Regions from separate parts of the Rattus norvegicus genome. Here region 1 is linked to region 2. The links are chromatin contacts, called in public Hi-C maps. All regions are on one chromosome and are shown on one strand. Each heading gives the region's core, a stretch centred on a gene start, on an enhancer-like site or on the middle of the called end of the contact. The rest is flanking DNA. Distances are from core to core; before and after follow the strand shown.

What was found. A called contact is a pair of places that touch in the nucleus more often than the background predicts.
Region 1: a Hi-C map of liver shows a contact between it and region 2, with 3 times the contacts expected there. The contact joins the promoter of Creg2 here to the promoter of Cnot11 in region 2. A contact is called at or near these places in 4 of 12 Hi-C or Micro-C datasets (Schwann cells, liver and mammary epithelial cells).

Annotation. Positions count from the first base shown.
Region 1 is chr9:49,439,704-49,443,621 of GRCr8, forward strand. It overlaps Creg2 (cellular repressor of E1A-stimulated genes 2), which reads right to left and starts at 1,430. Exons shown (of 3, transcript XM_008767069.3): 1 at 649-1,430. The coding sequence starts at 1,083.
Region 2 is chr9:49,308,562-49,312,520 of GRCr8, forward strand. It overlaps Cnot11 (CCR4-NOT transcription complex, subunit 11), which reads left to right and starts at 2,063. Exons shown (of 7, transcript NM_001108794.2): 1 at 2,063-2,630; 2 at 3,603-3,767. The coding sequence starts at 2,135. LOC134480362 (a long non-coding RNA gene) reads right to left here and starts at 1,926. Exons shown (of 2, transcript XR_010054765.1): 1 at 1,715-1,926; 2 at 241-791.

The sequences.
Region 1 (3,918 bases), core at 180-2,679, 130 kb after region 2:
CCCTTCCGTGCACAGATTAAACAGGAGCTAGGACCACATCTCTGTTTACCAGACAGGACTAGAAGCTTTCCGGGGATGGGGGGGGGGTATTCTGATGGAATGCGGCACCCCTCCATGCCATTCTGGATGGAAGCAGGTTAAAATGTGGATATAGTTCTGTAGACCGAAAGAGACGAATTGCAGCTGAAACGGCTCCTCCAGCAGTTACCCTTTGCCTAAGTCGTCTTCCTAAAAAATCCGAGTTACATTTTTTTTTTAAAGTGTTAATGTCTACTTCCACACCCACTTGGTGTGGGAGGCGGTGCCAGAGCCTGTCTGCAGGACTGTCCGAGTCTGCAGGAGCTGGATGCGCCTCATCTGTGATTCCAAAGGCGATCCTGTCTGCGTTCCAGGTTTCCAGCTTGTCGCTGTTTATCTGATCATCGCTTTGGCCATCTTAATACAGGGATTCAGTCACTAACCACCAGGCTGTTTCCCAGCGTCGCCTTCCTCCCCACTCACATGCACTTGGCTGGATGGACCGACCCAAGCACACTCCGGTTCCGTTATTCACAGGGCATTTACAGTCCATGCACCTGTGAAACCCGAGTTGCCCTGCGTCCTGGGAAGGAGACGCGCACCGCCCCCACCTCCCGACCTCTGGTTTACCTTTTCGTGGGTGGACACCGTGGCCAGACAGCCCCAGGAGCTAGCGTGGGCTAGGGAGCGGGCGGTGCCGGCATGCACCCTGGGGCCGGGGGATGCCTCGGATGAGCCGCTCTCCCGCCGGTAGGAGAACATGCCACGCGCGGCCGGTGCGGGCCTGGCGCGGGCGGAGCCCCGAGGCCGCAGGTGCGTGTCCTCCTTGTGCGCCGAGGCCGGGAAGCTCTGCTGCCAGATGCTGCTCGAGTCCTCCAGCAGCGCGGGCAGCGCCTCCTCGGTGGACGCGCTGTCCAGCTCCTCGTCTACCTCGTTGGTGACAGCCCAGGACACGGAGCTCACAATCACGTAGCCGGCGGCCGGGGACAACAGGGCGCTGCAGCATAGCAACCAGGACAGGCGAGTCGCTGGCCAAGCAGGGCTCTCCCCGCCGGACAGCGACATCTTCTTGAAGGCGACGCGCCCTGTGGCGGGGACCACTAGCCAAGCAGCTGCCAGCCAGGGGCGCCCCCCTGCGGCGGAGCGTGAGGCGGAACCTCTTCTCCCCGCGGTAGGATTCCCGGGTGTGTGTATGGGGTCTTGATCAGCCCCGGGCCAAGGTCTCCTTATTGCCTCACACCCCGGTGAGAACCCACGTCTGCTGCAAGACCAGAGTCCCCTCGGCTGCGCCCACCGCCGCTGCTGGGCGCAGAGTCCACGCGTGCCACGGAATGTCTTGGTTTTCTGCAGGATGGCAAGCGTTTTGCAGCCAGAGGGTGGGCGTTCATAACTCAGGCTCAATGCACTCCTCCGCTCTTCAGCTGTGCGACTCTACCAAGTCGCTTAACTTCAGGAGGGCATCACCAGACTCAGTTCCTGCACCCCATCACCTCCCCAGAACCGTGAACCACAATACACCCACATCACTCACCCAGTCCGTGGTGTCTTGTGGCTGGCGACATAGACATAGCGTATTTTAAAAACATCTTGTTCCGGGAAGAAGTTTAATAGATATCAAAATAATTTCAAAGTAATTATAATTTCTTACCTGTTCTTATGACATCCAGTCTTTGTCCCACCCCGGAACCTTTCCTATAGCTTGTATTCCTAAAACTCAAGAGTCCTGCACTAACTTGCAGTAGGATTTGAGTTTTTCCTACATCGTGTCCTCCTGTGAGAGCTCTTGTGACCCATCCAGCTGCTCTTCCTGTATGCCTGGTGGTCAGAGCACCCTGCCAGTATGGATACAGCCGATCTTTCTCTTCTGCACGGGACTTCTCTCTTCCTGGCCGCCCCGGCTGCTCTTTCTCTCTCCCCTTTCCCACCCTGCTCTCAGTCTGCTTTGAAACATTGGTGGCATCTTGCTTACTCTCCGGGCTTCTGCTGGTGTCTGCTGCTGCTCTCTCCTCAACCTCAGAGGCCCCTTCATTCCCTGTTCCTGGGAAGACACATTCCAATGTCTTGAGAGGCAGAATGGGAAGTCACTGAAACACCAGGGTCTGCAGCCAGGTATGATGGCACACACCTGTTCTCCCAGCACTTGGGAGGTGGAGGCAGGAGAATAAGGACTTCAAGGTCAGCCTTAGCTAGGTAAGCAACTTTGAGACTAGCCTAGACTACCAGAGACACCATCTCAAGATCCAACATAAAAAACAACTCCTCTTCCCTAAAATACACCTTCCGGATTAAAAATAATCCAGATCTTGCTCTGTCGAGTTCTGAGTGTTCTGATCGTGGGATAGCGGCATGTCACCCAACACTTCTGTCTCTGTCACCTCTGCAGAATGGGGACCATTACATCTCCCCTACCAGATTTTGGATGTCAAGCATGGCGTCTCTCATGTCAGGGGAGTGCTTCTCCTCGCTCCCTTTGCTCAAGGGAAAACGATGTCTGTTTCAATCCCAGAAAAGGAAAAGGGATTGAACTGATCTATCAGTGTAGGAAGAGGACCTGCAGATGGTGAGCTCAGTTCCCATGTGGCTTTTTCACGGCAGGAACAATCCACCTTCTCTTTCCTCATACCTGAGTTGGCCAGCTGTGGCAGAGGCATGCATCTCCTCTGCCTAGGCTGTGACTGATGGAATGAGCTTGATCTTAGAGCTCTATAGGAATCCCTCAGATCTCTTGCATTCCTATGAGTCGCCGAGATGCCGGATTGCAAAAGCTGGAGACAGCGTATTTATCCAGATTTGCAGGCTGCTTCTGTGGACCCATTGGAGGTCGAGATGTGGGCATGAGTGTGTTTAACGTTGCTAGTTAATTTTGTGTAAATAATTGTTACGGGATGTCAGTCTGGCTTAGACAGCAATTACACTAGCAGAGTATGACAGTTCCTACTTTTCTTCAGTCTTATCTATTTAGATTATTGTCAGACTGAGAGAAATCGTTGGCTCCTGCCCTTATCTAGTAGATGGTCAACGATAGGTACCCATTGATTTATTTGATGTGTCTTGATGACCAGTTGTATTAGCTGCCTTTTCACTACAGCCAAATTTCCTAACACACTGATCGGAGGAGGAAAGGCTTATTTTGGCTCCAGATTCAGTAGGATTTTGGTCCATCATGTCGGGGAAGGGCAGAAGGCACAGAGAGGTTCATGTTGTGGTGCATCAGGAAGCAGAGAAAGGGTAACTCCAGTGTAGTCCAGTGTTAACCTCTTCCTGGTTTATTCCCTCAGATGCACACAGAACCATGCCTCCCCGTCTTCCAGACAGTTCTAAATCCAGTCAGATTGACCATGAAGGTCACACCGCTGCAACAGGCTGTTCTCTGTTTAAGAATGTTGGTGCGCCACCCCGCCATGGTGAGAGACACAGCATCAAGCTCTCCCCTTAGCTGCGTGTAAGAGTTCAGCTGAATACAGTGCGCCTTGCTGCACATGTTTCTGTAGAACCTTGGCATCTTGCCTGGAATTCTGCATCCTCTGAAAGTCAACTTCCTGTTTCCTTAGCCCAGCCTCTTGCAGGCACCACTCTGCCTTTCGTTTGACGAATTCGACCATCTTCATGCTTCATGACAAATTCAGTGCTGCCAGGGACTGGCTAATTTCCCTCAGCATAATTCTTTCAAGGTTCACCCACGTTGTGGCGCCTGACAGCCTTCTCTCTTTTTAAGGCTAATATTCCACTTTTATCTACGTGCTGATTTCTTTGTCCATCCGTCTATCAGTGAACATTTTGGCAGTTTCCATTTGGTGGCTATTATGAGCTAAGCTGCCATCATTTCAGGGGTGTAGATATGTGATGGGGGTGTTACAGTGAAAATTCTGGTTTCCTTGGGGACTCAGTTAGGTTATAATA
Region 2 (3,959 bases), core at 813-3,312:
GCTCAGTTGGCCGTCACTGCAATGTGCTGTAGTGGAGACCCATGAGCAAAGGTTATCCTTAAGCTGGATGAGCTCATCAGGCTACCCGGCCCCCTTGCGAGGGTAATTCCAGCTGCTCCAACAGCAACAACCACATGGTGCCGACAGCACAGCCTTCCATAGCAGGAGGCCACAGAGAAACTTAGAGGAGACATGACTGAAGGAAAGAAATAAAAAGGAGAGGACATGACTGCTCCTAGGTATTGTGGGGAGAAAGTTTATTGTAGATAAAAGGTTGAGTGTAGGTAGAGGCAGGGACGTCCAGAGTGGACATGACTAGACTGAGCTGGACCTTGTGGGGAGAGGGGGAGACCATGTGCAGCAATCAGGAGTCTAAAGGGACAAAGGAACTGGTAATCAAAATGTCTGGATTCTAGAGGGAAGAGCCTGTGCTGGAAGGGGAGTTCACGGTAGAGAGGGGGTATGCCAGCCATGTCCAGTTAGGGAGGAACTGAGGGATGCTGGGGGAAGCCAGCAGCCAGGTCAGCTTTGATATGTTAACGTTAAGTTTGAAACTTAATAACAATTAGGGGCACCTAACAAAAGAAGCTTTAACCTAAGGGGGGTCGGGGGCTTTGGATAAATGCCAGAAGCTAGTACAAGACTAGGAAGGATTCTCCCCTTGAGGCTTCAGAGGTGGACTGCAGAGCTGATAACTCCAGACTTGCAGCCTCAGGAAGGGAGAGGAAGTCAGCTTCTACTGTGAAAATGTGCTCTGTTTGTGGGGATAGCATAGAAGTCCTAGAAACAAACTGATTGGAAACATAAAGAAGCTCTTGGTACCGTGTTAACCTTGATGAAAATCAGCTCTATTTGGGGCTAGTATTGCTGTGCTCAAATACCTCCAAACATCTTGAAGCACCCATACTATACCAACATTTAAGTTACTAATTAATAATAATTTACAACAATAACTAGCTTGAGTGGGTTTTAGTATTGTAGAGTAGTTGTCATAGAGCATACAATCAATGTAAAAGGGCTCAAAGAGAACGTAGTTGATTAATAATAATAATAGAGGTATTTTGAATCATTTCCCCCGTTTGCCAAGTTATATTTTCTGCTGATTGTAACGTTCATTGGCAGAATCCCTCCACACGTTTAACGGCAAACTAAACAATGCGCCATACTCAACACCCGTTCCTCAAAATTTCCTTAAGGATTTTAGCCGGTAAATAGAAAATTCTTGAACTGTTTGCCATTTTTAGCACAGGGTAGCTAGCAGGTGATGCTGATGACATTCCGTTGGTTTCTGTAATTCTAGAGTGGGTACTAGTCACCACCCAGAGCATGGGAGTGGGGAGCAGGTAGTGGTGTCTGGGACCTGGACCAAGAGGTTGGTACAAAAGAAGTTTCCCAGGGCTAGAGAGATGGCTCAGCGGTTAAGAGCATTGACTGCTCTTCCAGGGGTTCTGAGTTCAAATCCCAGCAACCACATAGTGGCTCACAGTCATCTGTAATGTAAGTTTCCAGGGTTTTCCAGTATTCAGCCAAGGTGGCCAGAAAAAGAGCCCTAGGGCAGGCTAAGAAAAATGAAGTACTACAAACGACTTTGAAAACGAGTTTTTCTTGAGACACTTTCTCGGATTTTTGTTTCTTTCTTATTGATTGATTGAGACAGGGTCTGTCAGTGTAGACCAAGCTGGCCTCAAACTCACAGGGGTTCGTCTGCCTCTACCTTCTTGGTGCCGGTAATCTCACCATGAGCCATCAAGGATGTTATATCGGACAAGATAGACCTATTTTTCAAATTATAACTTAGGTACGATCGACTGGGATAGCTTGGCGCCACCCGCCACTCTAGGATCGCTTCCATGGGGCTTTAACCACAGTTTACCACAGTTTACATTACTGAGTCCACGCGTCCCCGCCCTCCGCGGCGCCCCGCCCACTTCCGGGCACAGTGCCCCGCCCACTCGCGTTCCCGGAACCTCGGCTTGGCCCGGCTTTGCGCTGTTTCTCCGTTCCGCTCGCCTTACTTACGCGCTGTTTTGTTTGCGACGCTGTCGCAGAAGGGTGCGCTTTACGGCCGCGGGGGGACGCAGCGAGCCGGCGCCAGGGCCTTTCGGCCGGGAAGCAGGATAGGCGGGCGAGGTTGATGCCCGGTGGCGGGGCGAGCACGGCGTCTGGCCGGCTTCTCTCAGCGGATCCAAGAGGGGCGCGGGAGGCGGCGGCGTTCCGGAGTGGCCCGGCGGGCTCGAGCGGAGGCCGAGGCGGAGCAGGTGGCCCCGGGTCAGGGAGTGGAGGCCCCGCGGGCAGGATGAGCCTGACCCCGAAGGAGCTCTCGAGCCTGCTGAGCATCATCTCGGAGGAGGCAGGCGGCGGCAGCACCTTCGAGGGCCTGTCCACCGCCTTCCACCACTACTTTAGCAAGGCCGACCACTTCCGCCTGGGCTCGGTGCTGGTGATGCTGCTGCAGCAACCGGACCTGCTGCCCAGCGCCGCGCAGCGCCTCACGGCGCTCTACCTTCTCTGGGAGATGTACCGCACCGAGCCGCTCGCCGCTAACCCGTTCGCAGCCAGCTTCGCGCACCTGCTCAACCCGGCGCCGCCAGCCCGGGGCGGACAGGAGCCCGATCGGCCCCCGCTCTCAGGTACGACCCGCAGCCTGCTGTTCTGTGGGAGCTCGTCGGCTGGGAACATATTCGGCTTCCTCAGAGAGGATCGACCCTCCCTCCCTTTCCATACTTTGTTCCACTAAAATGGGGGTGGGTAGTCAGAAGTTGCAAGCTTCTTTTCAAACTCACTGCACCCCAGATGATCCCTCCCAATCGAAAAAGCCAACGCATCGAACAAGCCCACCGATGGTCTGGACTTATTTTAAGTATGTCAGATACGGTTCGTTCAGGTAAGGTCCTGAGGTATGCGGAGTAGCCAATGGCAGAGTCCACCCCCTTTTTAAAGCCTCTGAGTAAAGAAGTCGATATTAAGAACCTGAAGAAGTGGCAGGTTGAGATCCGCATTATACAACATCTAAAGTCTTTGCAGCCGCCTCCCTCCTTCCTTGGTCTGCTGTAATGTCATGGGAGCAGAGGATGAAGTTGTTTCTAATTAACCGTTCCAAGATGCATGTATGTGTCCCGGGCAATACTGTGGAATGTTTACTATTGCAGCATTGCAAAGATCGGGCACAGGTTTACATCTGAGGATGCTCCCCTAACTTATGTACCGAGGATGGAACCCAGGGTCACTTCCTCTATACCACGAGCCTAGCCCAGGACTCTGGTACAGCTGTACTCCCAGTCACAGGCTGCATTTCAGAAAGCTACCATATTGTAGTTTTTAGCCTTTGCAGGACTCAAAGTATTTGATAACCACAAGTTTCACTGACGTCTCCATAGGTCCACATTGTCTCAAGTGATATATTTGTTTATGGACTAATATGAGTATACTAAATGTACATATTCGATTACCTGGAACTCAGTTACATTTAGTTCATAGAAACGAAACGGCTCACAGTGTGGCGAGCAGGAAACAGCTAAGTGTCAAGTTAACTGTTAAAGTTAAGTTTTGAAAATTTAAAAGTAGCCTTTGTCGAGAAATCGGCATGTATTTTTTGTTTGCAGGGTTTCTGCCTCCTATAACTCCGCCAGAAAAGTTCTTTCTTTCCCAGCTCATGCTGGCACCCCCGAGGGAGCTGTTCAAAAAGACACCTCGCCAGATTGCACTCATGGATGTCGGAAACATGGGGCAGTCTGTGGATATTAGTGGCCTTCAGTTAGCCCTGGCAGGTAAGGAAGGGCCAGAGACTGGGACATTCTTATTGGTCCTTGAGATTCTCTACTTAAAAAAAAAAAAAATTAAGATTTTTTATATATATAATTTACACTTTTGCTTGTTTTTGTTTGATCCTCTCTCATCCTGCCCTGGCCTCCCTGCCTTGTCAACCCTCCCCCCCCTTTTGTTTGTTTGTTTTGAGACCT